Regions from separate parts of the Rattus norvegicus genome. Here region 2 is linked to region 1. The links are chromatin contacts, called in public Hi-C maps. All regions are on one chromosome and are shown on one strand. Each heading gives the region's core, a stretch centred on a gene start, on an enhancer-like site or on the middle of the called end of the contact. The rest is flanking DNA. Distances are from core to core; before and after follow the strand shown.

Region 1 (4,995 bases), core at 1,721-4,220:
GCTTCTCTACACTCTTCTCACCCTGCTTGCTCCACACGTGCTTCAGGATGCCCACGGCCAGGAAAATGAGGCCCAGCACCAGGCCAACCACTCCGGTCAGCATCTTGTTTCGGGCAGAGTCAGACTGGATCCCTGGGAAGAAGAGACTCCGGGGTTAACATCCCCTCCTGAGGCACAGCACGACTCAGTGGCTGTCTGACAGGGATGTAGAATATCAGCATGCAGGTCACCAAAAGGAACACACAGTGGGGGAGAATATGCCGAAGGTCTCTGAGATGTAGACCCAGGCTCGTGTCTTCAAATGATCACCATGAGGATTGGGGCAGCTGCCCTTCCGAACAAGGACAGTCAAGAGGCAAACGGGGGGAGGTCAGACCGCAGCGTGATGTCATGGCATCACGCTGGATGTCTGACAGGGCCAGATCCCACACCCTCAACATCCCCAGGACAGAGACAGGCTCTCCTCTTGTGCCTCCAACTCAGAACCAGCCTCAGGGGGCTCCAGGAGTAGCTGGGGTGGTCAGGTCCCAGTGTATAAACACCCAGGGCAGGATAGTGGATCTCGAGTCAGGGCGCTGCCCGCTCTATAGGGCATGGATCGAGAAGAGCCCCCCGCAGTGACTCACTCCACTCTACTGTGACGGGGCTCTCAAGGCTGGGGTGTTCCACATGTACACATCTCCCCGCTGTGGCGTCATCTCCAGCATGACCAGAATCTGGAAGGTCCAGTCCCCGTTTCGGATCAGGTTGGTGGACACGACCCCAGTCGTTTCCTCCTGGCTGTTCTGGAACCAGCGGACCTGAATGCTGCCCGGGTAGAAATCTGTCACGTGGCAGACCAACAGGTCATGGTGCTTCAGGGTGACCTTCTTGGAGGGTGACACGTGTACCTTAGGCCGGACTAGAAGTGGAAAAGAAGCGTCACGTGAGAGTGTGATTCTGTGGTGAAGGCCTTCAATCCCAGCACTCGGGAGGCAGAGGTAGGTGAATCTGTGAGTGTGAGGCCAGCCTGGGCTACAGAGTGAATTCCAGGATATAGTGAGTCTCCCACATTGTCATGGTGAGAAGGACACAAGGTTCATTCAAATATTTTTTTTTGGTTCTTTTTTTCGGAGCTGGGGACCGAACCCAGGGCCTTGCGCTTCCTAGGCAAGTGCTCTACCACTGAGCTAAATCCCCAACCCCTCAAATATTATTTTTAGGTATTTATTTATTTTATGTATGTAGATACAATGTCACTTTCTTCAGACACACCAGAAGAGGGCATCAGATCCCATTACAGATGGTCGTGAGCCACCAGGTGGTTATTGGGAATTGAACTCAGGTCCTCTGGAAGAGTAGTCAGTGCTCTTAACCGCTGAGCCATTTCTCCAGCCCCTACTTGATCACTTTTATGAACTGACATTTCCTCAGCCAACTCCTTCCTGAATTGTGATTTATGAATTAAGATGTGTCTCCCTCCATTTGAACTCCTGGACTCTGGGTTAGTCAGTTTTACCTTAGAACATGCCATGAGCTATGCAACATGCCTGCAGTATACAACTGACCTCTAGGGGGCTCTGCAGCTAAGTCTACAGGCCCAAAGGACTCGTTACTCTTCTGGTTCAAAATATATTTCACAATGGCAAAAGAAAAAGAAACTTCATAGCTCGCCACCATTTTCTTTTTTGTTAGTTGTTTACTTGTTTATTTTTTAAAAGATTTATTTATTTACTTATTATGTATAAGTACACCGTTGCTGTCTTGAGGTACACCATGCTGGGATTTGAACTCAGGACCTCTGGGAGAACAGTCGGCGCCCCTAACCACTGAGCCACCTCTCCAGTCCCGTTTATTTATTTCAAATTAGTTTTAAGATTAAACGGCAGCAGTGCTTTCCTCTCTCCTAATATGCGCCATGATTATCGTTCTTCGGGTGATGGACTCCAGCGTTCCCTCTTCCCAGCTCACTCGACACTGAAAGCACGGCTGAAACCCTGACGTTTCCTACTTGGACAGCAGTTCTGTGTGGTGCTCACCCAACTGAAATTCTTGAGGCTGGTGGGTGGCGAGTTCTGGTCTAGCCTGGGCTATATGGTGAGAACGGCTCAAACAACCACCCTCGGGCTTGGCAACACGTCTGTACCTGGTTACCCTGTCACCACCGGGACACTAACTGAAAGCAGTCTTCAGACCCCGGCACCTGCTCAGTGTGGATCTCTGGGGTCCTCGGCACTGCCGAGTGTGACCTCTGGGTGGTGATTTTTGGAGGATCTGCTGAGCGGACGAGTCTGGGACACTCTGGTTCGGGTGATTCACCCAAGTTCAGACCGGAATTTAGGGCTCTGTGCAACCCAGCAACCAAGCACACTGGATGCCAGCCTACCACTGAGGACAACCCCATGTGCTTTGGACATCACTTTACCGAGCTACTGGGTCATCATCTCTGACTCAGGTCACTGTCCCAACTCCTCTCCAATCCGTCTGGATTCCCACTCCCTCCTAGGAGTCAGGAATAGTTGATGACGGGGATTCTCGCTTTCCAGAGAGGGGTTTAAGGGCGTGTGTCCACACACCCTCTTCCCTGTATCTGCAGAAGGCTGCCCGCTTCACCCCCGGCTTTTCTCCTTCAGATCCCTTCAGGATACTCACCAAGTCCCATCCAAAAGCTGACGGGAAGGAGCCAGGGGCCCTTTCTCCTGGCTCTGCATAGCTCACCTGCCGCCTTCACGCTCTGACCGCCTGCCTAACCCGCCTACCTCCTTTCTGGCTTCCCAACCCTCCAACTTCTGTCCTTACCTTCTGAAGCTGTTGGTCCCCCTGTCTGCTGTTGTCTGCCACCCTCTGTACCTCAGTTTCCCGACACTTCCCTGCCCCGGTTTTTGCTTCCCTTCATAGTCTCCTCACAGTGACTGCTCTTAGCCTGCTTCCGGTCCCCTTTGTTCTCTTTACTGATTGGCCTCTCTAGATGACCTCACCGGGCGGGCCCTCCTGCACCTGTCCTTGAGTCCCGAGTCTCCATTGCACCCTCTGTGCCGGCCCCCAACCCCCACAGCTCGCACTCCTGGGAGGTGGCGCCTGTGGCCCATCTCCCCACAGCTCCTACGATTGTCCCGTGGCCCTGCTCCCTTTACCATAGCAGGCTGGTTACCAGGCCTGACGTGTTCTTGACATTCCTTAGTTCAGCCTCTCTGCCCTTGTGCTCGCCCCAAGTCTCCCCCATCCCACCATGTGGGTCCCCCGGGTTGCTGCCTAGCCTGGCTCTCCTCCGAGATCTCACCTCGGCGTTTCACTGTGAAGCCCTGGCTCAGCTCGTAGTTGTGTCTGCACACCGTGTCCACCTCGGACCTCCGCCGCTCCATGTAGTCCTTCTGCTTGTTCCAGGACTCGGCCCACGGCCGCCCCATGGCGGTGAGCGCGCGGAACTCGCCCACCGCGCTGTCGAAGCGCATGAACTCCTCGCGGTTGAAGATGCATCTCATGATGAATCGCTGCGTCGTCCCGTTGTTCTCCGCGTAGCACTCGTGCAGCGCGCGCAGCAGGTGGTTTTCTGAGGGCACAGAGGCCGCGTCCTGGGGAGCTAGGACCCGGCAAGCCTCAGACCCACCCCCACTGAGAAACCCCCGCCGAACCACCAACTCAGCCTGGCTGCTTCTTCCCACCTTCCCTCTCAGTCTGGATCTTTGAATACTGTTTTTATTGATTGAGTTTTCTTTATTTTTGAGAATTAGACATGATCATCATATCTATCCCCCATTTCCCCCTCCAATTCCCTGCAGATATCTCAACATGGCCCCCTCCCTGCTTCCGCTTCTCTCTCCTTTCTCTTTCTCACCTTCTCCCTTTCCTCCCTCCTCTTCCCCCTCCCTCTTTTTCTCCTCCCTCCTTCTTTCTCTGTCCCCTGTCTTTCCCTCTTTCTCCTCTTTCCCTCTAAGTTCAATCAATGCTGTCCCATCCACTGGCGCATGGGACAGGTACCAATGACATCACTTTCAAAAGAGCAATTATGGAGTTGGATGGAAGACTGGGTGATTAAGAGCCCTGGCAGCGGGGCTGGGGATTTAGCTCAGTGGTAGAGCGCTTACCTAGGAAGCGCAAGGCCCTGGGTTCGGTCCCCAGCTCCGAAAAAAAGAACCAAAAAAAAAAAAAAAAAAAAAAAAAAAAAAAAAAAAAAAGAGCCCTGGCAGCTTTGAATTCCAGAATTCATATGGTGGCTCACCCTCCAGTTCAAGATCAAAGCCTGCATCTGGCATCCAACGGCACCAGGCACACCACTCATGGTACACACACACACACACACACACACACACACACACACACACACACACACGTTTACCCATTCCAGCAGCTCAGGCCTCGGTTTCCTCACCAGTGACCTCAGGGTGAGGGTCACAGGACATAAAGGGACTTCCTGTTGTGGATGACCAGTACCAGTGAAGGGTTGGGACACTGAGAGGAAGGTTACAATTCTGGGGGCTGAGTGGAATGACACCTCACATGGGGCCACCAGGAGTTACAGAATCTCACCATAACAGTCCCTACAGAAGAGAAGCTGCAGTGTAGGGGGTGGGGCCTTGGGCGGGGGCGGTGGCGGGGCCTTGGGCGATGTACTGACATCCCTGTATCTGAACCCGCCCACTTGTATACCGCAAATGTCACCTCCCCATAACAAGGTGCTTTCCTCTCTGAACCAGCATCTTTAATACTCCTACATGCTGTAATACACGCAGTATGTCCTGTCCCATGTGCTGGGAATGCAGAAATAAACACATAAGCCCTAACGTAAAAGTTAATTCGCTGTTTCACCTTTAAGTAGCCATGTGGAAAAACTTGACCTTAAAAAGTGTGGACTGCGGGGTTGGGGATTTAGCTCAGTGGTAGAGCGCTTGCCTAGCAAGTGCAAGGCCCTGGGTTCGGTCCCCAGCTCCAAAAAAAAAAAAAAAAAAAAAAAAAAAAAAAAGAAAGAAAGAAAGAAAAGAAAAGAAAAGAAAAGAAAAAGGTGTGGACTGCCTATGT
Region 2 (4,995 bases), core at 988-3,487, 54 kb before region 1:
GGAGGGCTTGGGGGGCCTAGGGTTCCCCCTCCCAGGGTGCCGCCCCGATCACCAGAGTCTTCAGAACCAGCACCCCCGCAAGCCCCACCAGCAGCACCACCCCCTGTCCCTACACTGCTGCCCCCTGCACCCCCTCCACGGGGTCGCTTGGGAGCGGGGCCCGGAGCAGAGTCTGGGGCGGAGTCGGAGCTTATGTCCTCCCCATCCCCTTCTCCCTCCCCAGGCTCTCCTTCCCCCCCACTCATTGTGGTGGTCTGATCAGATCCTGGCATCGGCCGCCTCACACGCTGGGCCCTGTAGAAAGCAAACACTCCGGGTTACAAAGGGCCTGACTCAAGCCCTAAGTGTTAAACTTCGGAGGACGCCGCCCCTGCCAGGAGGCCGCGGAAACCCTACTAGGGATATGCTGCTGCCTGTTTATCTCTAGTGGGTGGCGGAAGAAATAGGCTTAACGAGGGCTGGTGGGGTTAACTTGCTTGAGGACAGACATTTGCCCTCAAATCCCAACGTCAGCTGCAGGGCGGACGAGCCCCGCACCGCAGACAAGCCCCACAGGCTATGTGTTCTCTGGATCTCCGCACCTGTGCATGGCCTGCATCCGAAGCCCCTCCTCGATACTGGAGCTCAGCGCCTGCTGGTTGTGCAGGCGGCTGAGGCGGATGAGCACCCGGTCTTGATGGGCCTCGTACTCCTCCCGGCTAGGATAGATTTTGGAGATCAGGGCGTCGAAGTTGGGGTCGGGCCGTAGGGACCGCTTGGATACCAGCTTTTTCCGGCAGGTGGGGCACTCTTTGTTCCTGGGGTGGGAGGAAGGTCAGCGCCCATGGTCGATGCCCAGGTTGGCCCGCCTGGCCCCATGGCATCGTCCCTCCTGTTACCCGCTCCGCAGGGCAGTGACGATGCAGTCCGAGCAGAACCTGTGCAAGCATTCCTTGGTGGTCATTGTGTTTTTCAGCATGTCCAGGCAGATGGGGCACATGAGCTCCGAATGCAGTGACCGGGGCGAAACAGCAATCTCCGTCCCGTCCATGATGGCTTCCTGAGTCATTAGCAGGCGGGGGCGGGTTGGGGAAGAGGGACTTTAGAGGCAAGCTCTGAGAAACGTAAGAACCTGGACAGCCACGCTGACCAAAACTGATGGGGAATTCTGGGATGGAGGAGACCAATGACTTGGAAATTACCGGAACAGAAGAAGGGATGAGGGCCCATTTACAAGGAGTTTTGAAACAGAAGGACCAGAGGTTTGATGAGAGAGAGGGCTAGGGTTGGAGGACCGCACTGCTCTATGGGTTGAGGGATATTTACGCAACAAGACTTCTTTATTTGTTTGTTTGTTGTTTTCAAGACAGGGTCTCCATAGGCATGTGATCCTGGTAGGCAACTAGCTAGACTGACCTCAGACTTAAGAGATCTGTCTCTGCTTCAGGAGTGCTGGGGTTAAAGGACTGCACCATCATATCCGGCCTCAACAGGCTTTCTAAAAACTCTAAAGAACAAGACTACCTAGACTAGCAGTTTCAGGGTGCCAATTAAAACAGATTCGGACGCCGTCCCAGCGCACGTGGGTCAGAATACTGGAGAGGGGATTCTATTTAAGCTCGTAGGATGAATATATGTGTACACTGACATGTGGCTCTTGAGATGAGACAGAAGGTCTTCTGGCGTCTGTTAACCGTGCTTCAATTTAGACGGTGATATCTGCTGTAGCTCTCTGTCATGGCCGCGTTGAGGGGTTAAATCGGATTAAACGAGGTAAGTGTAAAAGTGCTTTGAGAAGATGATTCTGAGACCGAGTCGGGCAAAGAATAGTGTGGTGGGGGAGGGGGAGGGTTGGCGGGAGGGAGTAAGCTGGGACTGGAAGATTCCTGTCACCTGCGGGGTCCGGTGCAGCTCATAGAGACTCAGTTCCCACGTTTTGCTGGCATTCTGTGCATTCGCCGGCGTCGTCATGGCGACGGGGCACCGACCCCCTCCAAGCAGGGCTCCGCTGAGAGAGGTCTGCGGAGGGGGAGGGAGGGAGACGCTGTCGGGGCCGCCCCTCTGCAGACCCCGCCCCCTGACCCTGGGCGCGCGCCCCGCGGCCCCTCACCCGGCTCCGGCCTTCGCGCTGCCCCACTGCGGGCCTCTCCCCGGGGACCCCGGGGCTCCGCCGCCCTGGTCTGCTCGGTCCGTAGCTGCCACTCACGCCGCAACCCTTGCTGCCACCGCCGCCGCCATGGCCCGGGCGCTGAGGCCCGACGTCACTTCCGCCCTCCCTGCATCCCACCCCGCGACGGAGACGTCACCGCCCTCACGCGCCACGCGCGCCGTGGAACCGGGTTCCCCCTCCTCCGCGGGGCGCGCGCGGAGCCGCGCCGCTGGGTGCTGGTACTTGTGGAGAGCCCAAGGTCGGAGCTCCCCTCCGTGACGCTGATCCCCAACTTCTCTCAAGCCGGGCCTGGGAACCCCGGAAAGCCAGCCACAGCTGCACCTCGGCTGCTGGGCGCGCGCCCTGAAGTCCTAGGGCTGCGGCGGGGTCCCGAGAGTGTCCGGGGACTGTCCCGCGCTTCGCCCGGCCTCTCCCCCTCGAGGTTTGGGGGCGGCGGCTCGGGACGTCCAGACGCAACTCTCGGCCGGAGCCAGAGACTCGAGAATTGCGTTTGGACAATCAGGAGCCGCGGCCCGGGACAGGGAGAGAAGCGCACAGGAGGCACCGGGGCTGGAGACGCCACGCGGAAGCGGGGACACCAGATGGGGCGGGTCCCTGGGAGGGGGAATCGGGGAATACACGAGTGAATGTCTGGCGTGGGAAAGTAGGCAGAGCCACTCCGGGACTCGGAGTGAAGGAAGCGGACGAGGAGGAGAGAGAAGAAGAGGGAGCAGGGCCATACCGGTTGAGGGCCGGGAATAAGGGGCACGGAGGAAGAGACAGTGATGGGTGTTCGTCCCCCACGCCAGCCTGCGCAGCGGCTACCAGGGAGTGGCCTATCTCTGGGACAAGTTAGCAGCGGGTCCCCTCGCCCCCCAACCCAGTTGCCCCCTACTTCCCTGTTCTCTCCTTCAGTCCGTGGCCAGTCCTTATGTGGGCACCAGAGTCGATTAGCAAGGACCCCCTCCCCTTCCTCCTCCTCCTCCTCCCAGCCCCCTCCCTTCTGCTCTCCTCCAGCCCCTTTCATCGGCTAGTCCATTCCCCTAATCCTGGCCCCCTCCCCTAATCCCCCCCATCCGACCCCAGGCCGGCTGCAGCTATTGTAAGGTGGAGAGAAGGGAGGGGAAAAAGAGAAAGGAGGGGTGGGGGAGGGCCACCTGTTCCAAGACCCCCTTCCAAGGCCAGACTGGACACCAGGATGGGGCCAAGAACAAATCACCCTTGGGGGCCATAAGGAACCCCGGGAATGGGGGGGGGGCATGACTGGTGCTGCAGAACCAATGAGAGGGGGTGGGAACAGAATCCCCTCCCTCTGAAAAGACCCAGAGTGTCACGCATACACAGTGACATACACTCTTTCCTCTCACACCCGGCGGCGGGGGTTGCCCTGGGAGACCAGGCAGTGAAAAGGAACAATCCTTTGGAAAGGGGAGAGGGGGGGAGGTGGGGAAGGGTCTGAGGGCTTGGACACAAGAAGAACCGGAGGTGGCAGGGAAGAGGATTTGGAATTTATTAGGGTCACAAGCACCCCTGCCTTCCATATTCAGCATGCCTGAGCCACACACTGCCATCTCTTTTGTAGCCTGGGAACTTAGCGTCCTCATCAGCAGGAGGCCAGGCAGTGGTGGGGGAGTGAGCAGAGTCCGGCTTCCAGCAGGCGGTTACATGAAAAGACCTCCTGAGAGGGGTTGAAGCATCGGGACAGGTGCATGGGTGGGGATGTAGGCACCCACTTCTGTCCCTGGTCTAAAGAAGGGATCTCTCTGCCCTTCAGGCTGCAGGGTCCCCTCACTTTCTCACACAGCCCGGGTTCTGTTTTCCGGTCCTCCTCCCCATGAAGGCCTCATACCACTGACTTCCACGGAGGCCCCTGTGATGTATCCACTGTCTTCTGATGCCAGGAACGCAACCACATCTGCTACATCTATGGGGATGGTGGGGGAAGGGCAGTCTCACTTCCTTAGATCCAGACTGGCTATATCCCCACTCCCCTCAAAAAAAACCCCAACCCCTAAACCTACACCAATCATTAATCCCTGTGCGACCTTTTCAAGACTATTACAGATTTAAGGCTCTGTTCAAGCCCCCTCAGATCCTTCTCCCAATCCATGCTCACCCTCAGGGTCCCCCATGTGTCCCAACGGAATCATTGCAGTTACCTGTAAAGAAACACGTGGGTAAAACTTTCTTTTATGGACTCCCTCCCACCCCTTACTTTTTCATCATCCTTCATTATGTACAAGCACTGTGCCCTTGACAGACTGCCCTCCACCCACAGCCTACCTTGTCCTTCACTTTCTCTGGCATTTTCTGGGTCATGGGCGTTGCAATGAACCCTGGGAGGACTGAGTTACATCGAATTCCATGACTGTGAGAGGAGGAATGGATGCTGACCCTGGGAAGGACACTGACCCTTCCCTTAGCAAGGTCCTCCCAAGGTATCCCCAGTCTGACCCACCGTCCAAGCTCCCGGGCTGCAGTCTGGGTGAGCCCAATCACTCCTGCTTTGGAGGACGCATAATTTGTTTGTCCAATATTCCCCACCTACAGTGAGTCAGAGACCCATAGTGAGTCAGGAGTCGGTACAGGGGACCCGCTTCCCAGCGCCCACGTGGCTAGCTGGCCTGGCCCAACCCATCCTGACCTTTCCAACGATGCTACTAATGTTGATGATGGAGCCACGACCGCCACTGGACACCAATGCCTGGGCGGCAGCCTGAGTGACTAGGAAGGTGCCCTGGCACGAGAGGGTAACAAGGCTGGTAAGATCAGCTGGGGTGGCAGCTTTCCTCCAAGTACTTCCCCAGGCTGGGGGCGGGCACAAGTCACAGGTTTAGAGATCACCACCTTGAGGTTCACAGCTATGA

What was found. A called contact is a pair of places that touch in the nucleus more often than the background predicts.
Region 2: a contact with region 1 is called in a Hi-C map of kidney, with 2.6 times the contacts expected there. The contact joins the promoter of Ring1 here to the enhancer-like site in region 1. A contact is called at or near these places in 6 of 12 Hi-C or Micro-C datasets (Schwann cells, frontal cortex, kidney and 3 more) and 1 of 1 datasets of contacts at active chromatin or transcription factors (oligodendrocytes).

The regions. Positions count from the first base shown.
Region 1 is chr20:4,776,061-4,781,055 of GRCr8, reverse strand. It overlaps the pseudogene RT1-Hb-ps1. Among named protein-coding and RNA genes, the nearest start is that of RT1-Ha, 6.4 kb to the right of the region's middle. Within about 2 kb of position 2,970, at least 8 of the 93 cell types and tissues checked have an H3K27ac peak or open chromatin away from gene starts, as enhancers often do. A contact at or near this core is called in kidney, where this site is marked.
Region 2 is chr20:4,829,255-4,834,249 of GRCr8, reverse strand. It overlaps Ring1 (ring finger protein 1), which reads right to left and starts at 2,237. Exons shown (of 7, transcript NM_212549.2): 1 at 2,090-2,237; 2 at 1,873-1,998; 3 at 879-1,039; 4 at 582-797; 5 at 1-294. The coding sequence starts at 1,950. Mir219a1 (microRNA 219a-1) reads right to left here and starts at 2,670; the gene lies at 2,561-2,670. It overlaps Hsd17b8 (hydroxysteroid (17-beta) dehydrogenase 8), which reads right to left. Exons shown (of 9, transcript NM_212529.1): 3 at 4,976-4,995; 4 at 4,773-4,865; 5 at 4,587-4,672; 6 at 4,412-4,496; 7 at 4,245-4,287; 8 at 3,978-4,052; 9 at 3,616-3,806. The coding sequence ends at 3,790.